Linked DNA regions of Pan troglodytes: region 2 is linked to region 1. The links are chromatin contacts, called in public Hi-C maps. All regions are on one chromosome and are shown on one strand. Each heading gives the region's core, a stretch centred on a gene start, on an enhancer-like site or on the middle of the called end of the contact. The rest is flanking DNA. Distances are from core to core; before and after follow the strand shown.

Region 1 (7,397 bases), core at 1,443-3,942:
TCCACTAGAAATACAAAAATTAGCAGGGCCTGATGGTGCACACCTGTAATCCCAGCTACTCGGGAGGCTGAGGCAGGAGAATCGCTTGAACCTGGGAGGTAGACACTGCAGCGAGCCAAGGTCGTGCCACTGCACTCCAGCCTGGGAGAGAGAGCGAGACTCTGTCATTCATTCATTCATTCATAAATAAATGTCCTCATCACACCTCCATCCTCCCCAATGCAATCTCCCTCCCAACTCCACCACCTCGTGGCTCACTGCAACCTCCACCTCCTGGGTTCAAGTGATTCTCCTGTCTCAGCCTCCCAAGGAGCTGGGATTGCAGGCGCATGCCACCATGCCCAGCTAATTTTTGTATTTTTAGTACAGTCAGGGTTTTGCCATGTTTTGTATTTTTGTAGAGCCAGGGTTTCGCCTGACTTGCCAGGCTGATCTCAAACTCCTAACCTCAAGTGATCTGCCTGTAAACAGAATATTTTTGTTTCTTTTTTTGTTTTAAGACAGAGTTTCACTCACCACCCAGGCTGGAGTGCAATGGCGTGATCTCAGCTCACTGCAACCTCCGCCTCCGAGTTCAAGTGATCCTCCTGCCTCAGCCTCCCGAGTAGCTGGGATTACGAGAGCCCACCACCACACCCGGCTAACTTTTGTGTTTTTAGTAGAAATGGGGTTTCGCCATGGTGGCCAGGCTGGTCTCGAACTCCTGACCTCAGGTGACCCACTCACCTCGGCCTCCCAAAGTGCTGAGATTACAGGCGTGAGTCACCGCACCCAGCCTCAACTGAACATTTTGCTCCTCCCTGTTTTCTGTTACGTATTGTGAACTTCAAAAATGAAAAACTCGCATAACGTTCTCAACGTTTTTAAACTCAAATTCTTGGCAGGGCACAGTGGCTCAAACCTGTAATCCCAGCACTTTGGGAGGCCAAGTCAAAAGGATCGCTTGAGTTTAGGCGCTCAGATCAGCCTGGGCAATAACCTTGTCTCTACAAAACATCAAAAAATTAGCTGGGCGAGGTGGCGAGTACTTGAGTCCCAGCTACTTGGGAAGCAAAAGAGGGAGGATGGCTTGAGCCCAGGAGAGTCGAGGCTACAGTGAGTCATGTTCACTACTGCACTCCAGACTGGGTGACAGAGTGAGACCCTATCTCAAAATAAATAAAATAATTATAAATATATAATAAATATTATAAATATAAAAATAAATAGCAACTGAGAGACTTTTGGCTGACCATACCAAAGGAATTCTTTTTTTTCTTTTTTTTTTTTGAGACAAGAGTCTTGCTCTGTCGCCCAGGCTTGGAGTGCAGTGACGCAATCTCAGCTCACTGCAACCTCCGCCTCCAGGGTTCAAGCGATTCTACTGTCTCTTCTGTCTCCCGAATAGCTGAGATTAAGGCACAAGCCACCACAGCTAACTTTTTTATTTTTAGTAGAGACGGGGTTTCACCAGCCTGTTGGCCAGGCCTGGTCTCGAATTCCTGACCACAACTGGTCCGCCCACCTCGGTCCTCCAAAGTGTTGGGATTACAGGCATGAGTCACCACGCCCGGCTAAAAGGACTTCTTAATTAGAGCTGCCTGCAATGGGAAATCCGACTGGACAGGAGGTATTAAGGTCCCTAAAACTGCAGACGTTCAATGGGAAGTCTGATTGTAAACATGCATGCTGTTTAAAGGATTCATGCATCCTGAAGATGGACTTTGTAAAGATCTCCAACGGCCTGTCACTTCCCAACAGTCCATTTTCTTCTTAAAAATATCAGCAAGGCCAGGTGGGTGGCTCACACCTGTAATCCCAGCACTGTGGGAGGCCGAGGCGGGAGGATCACGAGGTCAAGAAATCAAGACCATCCTGGCCAACATGGTGAAACCCCATCTCTACTGAAAATACAAAAATTAGCTGGGCGTGGTGGCGCGCGCCTGTAGTTCCAGCTACTCGGGAGGCTGAGGAAGGAGAATCGCTTGAACCCAGGAGGTGGAGGTTGCAGTGAGCTGAGATTGCGCCGCTGCACTCCAGCCTGGCGACAGGGCGAGACTCCGTCTCGAAGAAAAAAAAAAAATTTAAGTGATCTGTTTCCTGGAATCCAACCCCAAACAATCCACGTTCCTCAGCATAAGCCTACTGGTGTGATTCCCGTTACATGAGCTCGGAATGCTATCTGCCAACAAATGAGAGCACCAAACATCCCAATTTAAGAAGCTTTTCTTCACACCTTACCAAGCTATGTGAAACTGGCAAGGGTGATTACTGTCCTTGTTTTTCAGGTATGGGATTCAGGCTCAGAGGTTGGTCACTTTCTCAAGCGGGTCACAAACTCGAACCCTGAACCATCATTTCTAAAAGTCGCGCTTTTACTTAGGGAGAGACGGCCTGCAGCTTCCCTCCCTACTCTGCGGCTCCCCAGACGAAAGTTACCTTCCTCTGCCTTCACAAGCTCCTTCACATCCTCCTTCCCTATGAGCTCAGGCAGGGCAATTCAACCTCCGTTCCCCGCCACGAAAACGCTCCCAGCCGCCTAGCTAGCCAGACGGCCTGCCCCACCTCTGCGCCTCACAGACTTCCACACGCGGACTCACCGGCCCCGCTAGAAGGACTCTCAGCCGGAAACTCCGCCCGACACTCCTCTCCGCCGCTTTAGGGGCGCCCCGGAAGTCATTCCGCCGCGCCCTGCGGCCACGCCGAAACGTTCCGGATGCTGCAGAGTGCAGCTGCCGGAGCGGGGCGCTCGGGTGCAGGGCATGCGCTCGGGTGCAGGGCATGCCCTCCGCTGAGTTGGGGCGCGGAAAGGGACGGTGTTCCAGCTGGAATTCGCAGAGAACCGGAAAGAGTGATCGCCATTCGCTCTCGGAAGGTCGAAGGCTCTGCAGCCATCGACCTGGGTTCTGAGGAGCTCGATTTTGTTTTTCTACTTCTAAAAGGTTGGGATGAAGGACCCTGGCCACAGAAGTAAAGCCAGAGTTATCCTTGCTTCTTGCTGTGTATTTCAGGACTCCTCCGTTGCTCTTGCTGTTCATTCAGCAAACATTGAGCATCTACTTTGAGCCTGATGCATGTCTAAGCACTGAGGAAATAACAATGAAAAACTGACAAAAATCATTGCTCTCGTGGAGTTTTCCTTCTCCAAGGGGAGTCAGTATGAAGAAAAACATATACTATATGAAATGGTGATAATGCTGTGGAGAAAAACTAAGCATTGAAGAGGAAAAGTTTGCAGTTTAAAATAGGGTGGCCAGGCCGGGTGCGATGGTTCACGCCTGTAATCCCAGGCATGGTGATTTGGGAGGCCGAGCGGGGGTGGATCATCGGAGGGCAGGAGTTCGAGACCAGCCTGGCCAACATAGTGAATTCCGTCTCTACTAAAAATACAAAAACATTAGCCGGGCGTGCTGGCAGGCGCCTGTAATCCCAGCTACTCGGGAGGTTGAGGCAGGAGAATCGCTTGAATCCAGGAGGCACAGGTTGCAGTGAGCCAACCTTGCACTCCAGCCTGGGTGACAGAGACTCCATCTCAAAAAATAAAATAGGGTGGCCAGAGGAGTCCTCACTGGGAAGACAGTTAAGCCATGACCTGAATGAGGAAGGGTGTTAACCCTGCTGATACCTAGGGGAAAAGCTCTTCAGACAAAGAGAGCTGCAAGTGCAAAGGCCCTGAGGTACAAATGCATTGGGGTCTTTGACGACTGCAGGAGTGAGCAGGGGATGAGTGGTGGCAGCTGCAATCAGATGGGTAAGGTGGGGAGGAGAGGCTGTGAGCACTGTTAAGAACTTTGGGGGAATTGTGATGGCTTGGACCAGCAGCTGGTGAGAAGTGACTGAATTCTAAATCTTACCAATACACTGGATGTGTGTTATGAGAAAAGAATCAAGGATACCTCCATAGTCTTTAGCTGAGCAACTGAAAGGTTGGGGTTGCAATTATTGAAATGTTGGCGGGGTGGGTAAGATCAATTCAGTTTTGGACAAGTTGTCTGACTGCCAATTAACACAAGTGGAATTATTGGCATTTCCCATACTTGAGAAATGGAGAGGCAGTGCACCCCCAGATGAGAAAAGGATTAGGAATAACACAAAGGAACTGCAGAAGCTGGGGCCTCTTTCCTTCCCCATCAGCATACTCATCCCCTCCATTGCCTTTATTGTTAAAATTTTTTCCCATCTCTGTTGTCTCCCTCAAAAATATATACAGAAGGTATCTTGCATAGCAGTGTAAAGAACAGCCCTGGATTTAAAATCAGGCTCTGACACACTGGCTGGGTGACCTCAAGCAAGTCACAACCCAAGTCTATGAACTAATGTGTAAAATGGGGTTGTCTCCACCAACCCTGCAGGGCTTAGTGGGAACTCCATAATCAGTCTCATTTCCTCCCAGAAGACAGGATTTTAAAAGGGAGAGGAGGGGAAATTAGTATCGCAGTGCCAGGAAGCTTCCATGCTTGCCTCCCTCCCACCTTTGACCTCATTAGAGGACTCACACACAAATTCCACACTTTTCCTTTTGTGCCCTTCCTTCCTATCCACACTTTTGCTTCCTTCCATCTTAATTGACCATCCTATTTGCAAGATGGGATGCATTCCTCTAGGACAAACAGCCTAGAGGAATCCCAAGCCCCAAGTTTCTTGCATATGTTTGTTATCCATCAGCCTGGGAAGGCTTTAAGGAAAACCAGGAAAAAGATAGAGGACTCCCCAATAAATATAAAGCATATTTGCGAAGAGAGGAGACTGAAACAGTTTTCCCAACTGTAATATTTGCTCTGTATAGATTTTAGACATGGATGTTAAGATTCAACTAGGAATGGTACTACAGCAAAACAAAATATGCATAAATCCATAATCTCTTGGCATGATTATGACTGACATATTCTAATCATTTACAAAGTGGTAGAATAAATTATCTAACCTACTCAGATGTTTTTTCAACTTGTAAAACTAAAAGACAACTATAAAGAATGGATAATCTGTTCTTTGCCCATGAGTGGCCAGACACAATCAACAGGGTTAGGACATTCACAATCAGCTCAGCCAGTGGAATCAGATATAAAAAGCATGCAACTTGAAAGACTGGGAGAAGTGAACCTGTCTATTCCAATAGACAGGCTCCCTTACAGGGAAACTAAATCATTCCAGAAAGCCTCATCTAAAACCTCTGTAATTGACAACAGTATCTAACAATCGTGATCTTGATAAGTAAACTATTTGCTCTAACCTAAAGAAGCATTTGTTTATCATGTACAAATATTTAGAATGCCAATCCTGCATTCTCTGCCTAGAATTCAAAAGAATTTACATTCTAAGGCTGCACCCAGCACAAATCAATCATATGGGATTGGATGACACATGCACTTTTAAAAAACACAATTTGCTTTTAGAAAACTTGTTAAAGTTTCACCTTCTGGCTTTGGAAGATGGGGGTAGCTAGGCATATTTACTTTTAGACAAGGACTGAGTCACACATTAACTACCTTCTTAACTATGAGATTATTACAAATATATTTTACAAATACAAAAAACTGAAGTACAGAGAGGCTAAGTTAATTTCTCCAAGGTCCCACAGCAAGTAACTGCAGAAGGGCAAAGCAAAAATAGGACAACACATGTAGGCAATACCAAGCAGGTCTTGTGGCAGCAACTGGAAACCTTTTGGAGACACCATTCTGCATTTCGTTGTAGTCATACACAAAACCCTAGTTATGTATCCATGCTTCTTTCTCATAATGCCAAAGTGGCACTATTCTAATTTACTAACAAGGTTTTCTAAAAACTACCCAAATTATTGAGGTGTTTTTGCTCACTTCTTCCCATTAGAATAAATGTAGACAATAAGAAACGCATGAGGGATGACATAGTCCTCCATCAAATCTGTCCTTTCACACAAGAGATGGCATGGTGTAGTGTAGCAGAATCATGAGCTGCCAGGAAATTATGAATTCTGATTCCTCCAGCTGAGTCTTTGAAAAAGTCCAGATGAGAAACACTTCCATCCTGATGCTGAAGCAAGGAGAATGTCCTTGTGTGAGGAATTCTCACAACACCAACTGAAGCTAAGGTCCCCGGAGCCACGATAAAAGCACTTTTCTGCCCTGATTCTTCTTTACACACATGTACCCATTCAGGTCTTTACAGATATTTCACAGGAAGCATTTATGTTACAAGTACTTAAAATGCACTCGAAATTAATATAGGATACTTTATTTACATCAGAGTGATCTCACATTATCCAATCCATTAACAAAGTCAACACAGGATGGAAGTATAGAATCTAACAGTTGAAGAGACTAAGATCCTAATCCCTTGTTTTGCCACTTGCTAGTGTGACAACAGCCAGTTAATCTATCATATCATTAGTTCCTTGTCTATAAAAGAAGAATAAGAAATGGTCACATGTCAAAAGATCGTTGTGAGGATTAAATATCATATATGTACTTATGTGTATGTAACTTATTTACTATAAATACTAGTTGACTTCACTTTATTTCAAAAAATATAAAGCACATATGACAAAACATTAACACATGTTATTTCTGGGCGGATGGTACTTATATTTTATACTTTTCTGTATTTAAATTTTTCAAAATAAAATAATGATCCTATATACTTTTAATACAAAATCACATATGTAGGGCATCACTTTATACACAGGGAATCTTTACAAAATGAACTATGTGCTATCACAACAAACTCCTTAGAACAATAGTTTATAACAAAGCAGAATTCCAGACAAGAACTACAGGTCAGAAATGGAAGGGATGTCGGAAATCTAATCTAAACCTCTGACTTTCTAGACTAGGAAACAATGCTTGAGTGGCTTTTCAAATTTACATCCAGCTATTTAATGCCAACGCCAACAGAAACACCCTGATCCTAGTTTCCTAAAACGGTATTTAGTATAAATACACATGAAAATTTTTCTTATTTTTGAAATTTCAAAGTCCAATTTTATAACACAATTTTACAATGCAAATTCTTGCTGTTTCACTTTCTGGATTCAGCTGAATAGTTTTGTGAAAATACTGACAAACTTGCCTTCACGAACTGACTTCCAAGAACAAATTGTTAAAAATTTAACACAGAAAAATCAGTTAAAGGTGCTCATCAAGAGAGTCCTTTTCATTTGGTATAAATCCAAAAGCTATGAAAATACCTTTTGTATTATGTGCATGCAGAAAATTAAGAATTTATTCAATTTGCAGAAATAAATCAGTGATATAATGGAAACATTTAAAATTTTATCTCCGGAAAATAATTCAAAATCATCTATCAAAAATTATAGGCCGGGCGCAGTGGCTCACGCCTCTAATCCCAGCACTTTGGGAGGCCGAGGTGGATGGATCACCTGAGGTCAGGAGTTCGAGACCAGCCTGACCAACATGGAGAAACCCCATCTCTACTAAAAA
Region 2 (7,397 bases), core at 2,795-5,294, 520 kb after region 1:
CAAGATCAGAAACATCAGCATCACCTGGAAATGTATAGCAATATGGGTGATCGGACTCTGCTGGAGATCTGCTGAATTAGAACTTTTGAGGGTAGTGCATAGCAATCTGTGTGTTCTTTCTTTCTTTCTTTTTTTTTTTTTTGAGACAGAGAATCACTCTGTCATCCAGGCTGGAGTGCTGCCATGGTGCAATCTTGGCCCACTGCAACCTGTGCCTCCCAGGTTCAAGCAATTCTCCTGATCAGCCTCCCGAGTAGCTGGGATTATAGGTGCACACCACCATGCCTGGCTAATTTTTGTATTTTTAGTAAAGATGGGATTTCACCATCTTGGCCAGGCTGGTCTTGAGACCTCAAGTGATCTGCCTGCCTTGGCCTCCCAAAGTGCTGGAATTACAGGCGTGAGCCACCACTCCCATTGGAAATCTGTGTTTTAAGAAGCCTTCCAGGTGATTCCATGCTCACATTTGAGACCCACTGGGCTGGAGGCCTGTGAGGAAGCCTATAGTTACCTGCTAAACTCAATCAGGTTTTCTCTCTCAAGAATTTGTACTGGTGATCAATAAAGGACAAGAGGCAGACAATTGGTAATGGAAGCAGATCTGGGCTCTCTAGAGATGCAGTACACAAATGCAAGAGGCTGTAAAAGCCATGGACTAGCAGAAGTTATGTTAGTTGTGAGGTAGAGAAAAGATACTCAAAGTTGATATCAAAGAGGTTGGTAGCAGTGGAGCTGGAGGAGCAGAGAAAGAAAGTTGCTGAGTCACCATGATGGTGGTGGGTCAATGAACACAGCAGCTGAAGAGTCAGCATGGTGACCTGGGTTTATTTGTTGCTACGGCAGCATTGCACCTTCCAGTTCTGGGAACGGCGTCCAGAACTGAGAGAGAATAGATTTCCATTGTTTCTCTTCAGCCTATGATATTTTGCTATGGCAGCCTGAGCTAGGGCATACTTTAGGTGGTATAATCTCATAGAAGCCTAGTCAGGTTTTTTTTTTTTTTTTTTTTTTTTTTTTTGTGGTTGTTATTTGTTTTAAATCTGACTGAAAATTTTCTTAAAGCAAGTATAGGCTCAATTTGATTATTATTATTTTGCTTTAGAAACCAAAAACTTGTATGTGTTTTTTTTTTTTTTGAGATAGAGTTTCACTCTTGTTGCCCAGGCTGGAGTGCAGTGTGGCATGATTTTGGCTCACCGAAACCTCTGTCTCCTGGGTCAAGCAACCTCTGTCTCCTGGGTTCAAGTGATTCTCCTGCCTTAGGCCTCCCTGGGATTGCAGGCATGTGCCACTAGGCCTGACTAATTTTGTATTTTTAGTAGAGACGGGGTTTTACCATGTTGGCCAGGCTAGTCTCAAACTCCTGACCTCAAGTGATCTGCTCACCTCGGCTTCCCAAAGTGCTGGGATTACAGGCGTGAGCCAGTGCGCTTGTATGCTCTCTTGAGCAGCTCTTTCATCAGCTTTAGAAAGCTTCTCCTTTGTCCTGGTGGGAGGCAAACCACATCTATGTTTAAGATGCTTGAGTTACAGAGACATTGGTGTGCCTCATCCTTAGGGTTGAAACTGCCTTTGCAAAATTATGACAGACAGTGAAAGAGATCTAACTGGCTCTATCTTGGTTCTAACCTTTAAGCTGTCCTTTCTCCCTCCTGGGCATAGGCTGAACTAACTTTGGGAGGAACTTATAGTTTAAAACAAAGACAATAATAGCCCTTTCCCAAAACAAAACTCTTTCTTGTATGGGGACTAGACTGCCTCTGTAGGAATAAGAAATTAGCCACAAGATTAGAAATTATGGTTTTGGAGTCACGCAGCTGGAGGCTACAAGATTCTGATCCTCCCTCAACTGATCCTAAGATCAGTGCTTGAGACATTTTGCAGACCCTGCACTTGATGGATCAGCTGGAACCACTGAGATCGATAAACTGGCTCATCTGATCTTGTGGCCCCCACCCAGGAACTGACTCAGCGCAAGAGGACAGCTTCAGTTCCCTATGATTTCATCTCCTACCTAACCAATCAGCACTCCTGGCTCACTGGCTTCCCCCAACTCACTAAGTTGTCCTTAAACACTCTGATACCTGAATGCTCAGGGCGACTGATTTGAGTAATAATAAAACTCTGGTGTCCTGCACAGCCAGCTCTGTGTGAATTACTCTTTCTCTACTGCAATTCCCCTGTCTTGATAAATTCGCTCTGTCTAGGCAGTGGGAAAGGTGAACCCATTGGGCTGTTCCAGGGTCTCCCAGTACACAGCTTCATCACAACATAAATGAATGCGGCTTGAGTAGGGGCTTGTATGTAGAATTCGAACCCACAAAGTTGAAAATCTTTCCTCTTCAATAGGCTCTGCAATTTGCCTGATAGCAGATTACAAGGACCACTAAGAGCACTACTTCCAACCCAACATTATAAGCTACTTAACAGACTAAATATGTTATGAACATAATAAATTTAAAATAAACATATGAGAATCTGTATGACAAATGCATAACATTCCTTTGAAAGTTTTTTATTTTGTGATTTGGGGTGGGTGGGTGTTCACTTACACCATTGATGTTGGAAATGTGAGAACGTTTTGAAACTATAGAAACGATGTAGTTGGAGGACTAATTAGCCAGGTGTAACTCTTCCTTCTGTGAGACAAACCACTCAGAGAGGTTTCCACAAGTGCTTATTAACTGCTCTAAATACTTCTGTTCTTTCCAGAGAACAACAGAAAGATCAAGTCTAGAAAGTTGGTATAGAACTGATGGAAAATATGAATTCAGATCAGATTAGTACAGAGGACATTTTAGAAAACCAAGCAAAACAACAACAGTCAATCAGATATATAACTGAGCAAGGCTGCTAGGATGTGTACTTACACAAGGTGCAAAGATGAAATTACTATTGAAAATCTGGTCATGGAAAGAATGCTGGTTTTTTGTTGTTGTTGCTGTTGTTTGGGCTTTGTTACTGTTTTGCATTGTGAGTATGGGCCTTTTTCCCCCCAACTCAACTCACTAACATTTCTTGTCAGTTAGACTAGACTCAAGTATTTAAAAAAGGCAGTCTTGGCCGGTGCAATGGCTCACGTCTGTAATCCCAGCACTTTGGGAGGCTGAGGCAGGCATATCACTTGAGGTCAGGAGTTTGAGACCAGCCTGGCCAACATGGTGAAACCCCGTCTTTACTAAAAATACAAAAATTGGCTGTGAGTGGTGGCACGTGCCTGTAATCTCAGCTACTTAGGAGGCTGAGGGAGGAGAATTACTTGAACCTGGAAGGCGGAGGTTGCAGTGAGCTGAGATCGCGCCACTGCACTCCAGCCTGGGTGACAAGAGTGAAACCTCCGTTAAAAACAAACAAACAAAAAAAGCCAGTCTTGCTTTCTGGGTGGACTAATGGCATTTAGCCAAAATGAAAAAAAAATCATTAAGTTGAAAAACCCTGTGGGACAGGTTATGCCAAGAGGGTGAATTGGACAGCTTTACAGATGCCTCATGTTAGGAAATTTTCCTGGATTTGAGTCTTGAATGTAGGAGCAGAGTTACCTGAATATATGGAGTTGATGGAGACATTCCTTGATGAGGAGCAGAAATTCCCCAGGGACCTTGTAAATCTGAAGCAGATAAAGGGAAATGAAGAAACCAAGTTTTACAACTTTGATGAGTGGCAAAATTTGTCAATAAGAGCTAGATATTAAGTAATTAGCTTTTAGGAAGCAAAGTGTATTGGACTTGGTTATGATATGAAGGAATTCATTTAATAATCAAACGAAACGTTTTGATTAAAAATCAAAACGAAAACAAAAACAACAAAAACAAAGAAGCGAAGCATGAATCTCCTAATCAGCAGAAAAGGGAGGACAGCCGGAGACAATCGTATTCCTGATCGATACTGATGTAAACTTGTGCTGGAACAGTAAGTTCTTTGTTTTGTCTTGTTTTTATTTATTATTATTTTTTAAATCAAGGGAGATAACGCTTGTAGAGCCCCACACACTCAGAGCCCTGAGATAAAGGGTACACGCAATGGAGGCAGGGCATCCGGGATGTGAAGGGGGAGTTGTTTCGCGTTTGACTTACTTTGCTGTCCGAGAACGACAAATACATTGAAGTGCCACAACTTGGATAGGAATAAGACGGAAGGACAGAGAAGGATGACAAACTAAATCACACAAAGGCTCATGCGCCACAAGAACTATGAAACCTAGGTGTTCTGAATCTCTGGGTTTAGATTTCCGATTTAAAAAAATCAAACATTCTAGCTGTTACTTGTTATTAGACACTCGGTAGGGCACAGGAGAATCAAGTAAGGGCAGCCATTTGCTGAGTCTCATCTTATACCACAGCGCCACCTATTGGACGCTGATAAAAATACATCCGGAAGTACCTAAAACCTGTTGAAGTCCTGTCTACACAATTTTATAAGTAACTATAAATTCTAGAATCATAGGATTTCAGAGTGATGGGGCTTTAAAAGTCATTGGAGTCAAGTTTGTGTCCAACATTTGAATCACTTTTATAACATATTTGATTAGTGTTTAATTCTGCTCCAACATCTTCAGTGAATGAAAACACACCCTCGCTAAGCAGCTCATTCTATTAATATGAATACTTTCACACACTATTCCTTTTCACTCAGTGCTTCACCACTCCTTTCTGCAGCACCCGGACAGAACCTAGTGCTAGGTCTTTCCAGGGTTCTTGGGAGTGAATTGGTTTCACTTTCATTGGAATTCCTCTTTGCAGACCCATTGACGGTAGGCTCTGCTAAATCAGTTACTATGCACTTTCTGTGTTTCAAATTATTGCTCATATCTCCTGTCTTCTATTTCTCCTCTCTCATTCTTTTTTTTTGAGTTTTACTTTTTGTGAAAAATTAATCTATTATCATTTTGATAGGTTTGGGAGGACAGAAGAAATAAAACAAGAAAGAAATAAACCCCACCATGTTTAATTAGGGGCCTAGTCATGTTTTTCTGATTCTGTTCTTTTTTTTTTTGAGACGGAGTTTCCACTCTTGTTGCCCAGGCTGGAGTGCAATGGTGCAATCTCGGCTCACCACAACCTCCGCCTCCCGGGTTCAAGCGATTCTCCTGCCTCAGCCTCCCGAGTAGCCGGGATTAAAGGCATGCGCCACCATGCCCGGCTAATTTTTTTTTTGTATTTTTAGTAGAGACGGGGTTTCTCCATGTTGGTCAGGCGGTCTTGAACTCCCGTCCTCAGGTGATCCGCCCACCTCGGCCTCTCAAAGTGCTGGGATTACAGGTGTGAGCCACCGCGCCTGGACCTGATTCTGTTCTTATGCACGAAAAAAATGTAAGCGTAGGGCTTTACATTTATTTCAGTTAAAATTTTTATTAAGTTTGGCTTATCGTTAGAGCCTTTGGATCTTCACTCTGCCATATTAAATATATTGGCTACCTTTCCCAGCAGTCAGAGAAGTGCATTAGCAAGCCAACTGTACACTCAGCTATTTACTCAATGAACAGGACAAGACTGCAAACAGAATTCCTTTACACTAGAAACTCTGGGCTGACATTGATTCATAATTAGCACCTATCTTTGTGATCATCTGGCCCACATTCTTCTGTCTTGTTCACAAGGTAAAAGTCTCTATCAAATGCGGAGTTCAAATGGTGAAGCTGCGTATTGACAGCTTCTTCTGATTTGTCACTCTGGCAGAGTTTGGATAAAAACAGAAGTCCTGTTAATTCATTAGTCATGACTTTCCCTATCTGAATCTTATGCACAGTTAAATGCTCCACTTTCTTCTCTCCGTGTTCAAGGTGGTGTTAGACAACCTGCCTGAGAATTGCACTATTGATTCCTGCCCCAGTTTCTAGAATTCTTTTGTGATAACAACAGCAGCTCATTTTGTCACCAATCTCTTCTAGGTGTAGGCTAGGATGTAGTTTGTTGGGGCCAGGAGGTTTGCACCGATGTAGAGAACCCAGATGCTTTCTTATGATGTTTCCACCAGTTTGGATTTTTAGATCTTTCATCTGGATCCTTGTTGTATTGTTTTCTGGCCAGTAATCTTTCTCCTTGGCAGAAATGAAAGATAGAAAATAGGAGATAAAGTGGTATCTGCCTCTATTATCCATCTTTCACTACTCTTGTATAATTCCAGAAAGTGCTCTTTTTAAAAAATTTCTTTTTGAGATGCAGTCTCGCTCTATTGCCCAGGCTGGAGTGCAGTGGCATGATCCTGGCTCACTGCAACCTCCGCCTCTCGAGTTCAAGTGATTCTCCTGCCTCAGCCTCCTAAGTAGCATGAACCGCCATGCTGGGATAGTTTTTGTATTTTTGGTAGAGACGAGGTTTCACCATGTTGGCCAGGCTGATCTCAAACTCCTGACTTCAGGTGATCCATACGCCTCAGCCTTCCAAAGTGCTGGGATTACAGGGGTGAGCCACTGTGCCCAGAAAAGTGCTTTAAGTCACTCTTTACATTTAAAGTTTATCTGCCTTTCTTTTGTGTGGTATAGAATCTGAAGTTATTTGGCAAGGCAAGCTTGCTGGATTTCTTCAATTTGACCTTTTAGATTCATTTTCCACCTTTATCCATAATTTTCTTTTCTGGGAGGCTGTCCTGTGTGGATCACAGCAAAGGCACCTATGCCTTCTGGCTTTCCACAGGAGATGGGAGGGAGAGAGAAAGGAGCATGGGGTCAGGGCATATATTTCCTTGGTTCCTTCCTGCGAGGTTGACACAAGTTGCTGTGTCTCTCAACAGAATGTCACTGCTCTTGTCTAGGTGGCCTGTTCTATGCCATTCTCTTTTTGGGTTCTGGCAAGCTCTCTTTTACCCTATTCCTATACAGTTCCACTGCCACTATCTCTTATGGCTCTGCTATCCCCACTCACCCCTTTGTAATTAGTCCCTCTGTAAATAAAACCTCCTCCAATTTTCCTAATTCGTGTGTGCCATCTGTTTTTGTTCCTTGAGGTGGAGAGAACTGGACTGATACAGGAAGTTTAAAACAAGTGTGAGAGAAAGTTCTTCTATTGTATCAAGTTTTTTTTGGACCACGTGATAAACTATTCTTGGATGGTCCAGTAACTGACCCTTTGTAAAATTTTTGGTGTATCAGAGTCAAAGATAGAAACTATTTTATAAATTTTTTAGATTAGAAAACCAAGTGGTATTTTTTCTGATATTAATGCCTATGTAACTGAATGCTATATTCCAGAAATGATTAGTGATATTTTGGTTTCCAAACTGTTGGACAAAAAACAGGTATATGAAACACAGGAATAATTTCTAGAATATATAAGGAACTCCTACAAATCAATATGGAACAGACAAAAAATAAAGCAGAAAAATGGGCAAAGGGTATAAATAGACAAGTCACAGATGGAAAATGTATATGAAAAGATGCACAACCTCACTAGTAATCTGGA

The links. Hi-C and Micro-C count contacts between places; a contact is called where the count stands out from the background.
Region 2: a contact with region 1 is called in a Hi-C map of stem cell-derived neural progenitor cells, with 2.9 times the contacts expected there. The contact joins the enhancer-like site here to the promoter of LOC461830 in region 1. A contact is called at or near these places in 1 of 7 Hi-C or Micro-C datasets (stem cell-derived neural progenitor cells) and 1 of 1 datasets of contacts at active chromatin or transcription factors (stem cell-derived excitatory neurons).

The regions. Positions count from the first base shown.
Region 1 is chr4:45,093,456-45,100,852 of NHGRI_mPanTro3-v2.0_pri, forward strand. LOC461830 (general transcription factor IIH subunit 2) reads right to left here and starts at 2,693. Exons shown (of 17, transcript XM_054685063.2): 1 at 2,580-2,693; 2 at 44-141. OCLN (occludin) reads right to left here. Exons shown (of 9, transcript XM_001158455.6): 9 at 5,477-7,397.
Region 2 is chr4:45,607,402-45,614,798 of NHGRI_mPanTro3-v2.0_pri, forward strand. No RefSeq gene overlaps it. Among named protein-coding and RNA genes, the nearest start is that of SLC30A5, 50 kb to the left of the region's middle. Within about 2 kb of position 4,045, at least 12 of the 24 cell types and tissues checked have an H3K27ac peak or open chromatin away from gene starts, as enhancers often do. A contact at or near this core is called in stem cell-derived neural progenitor cells, where this site is marked.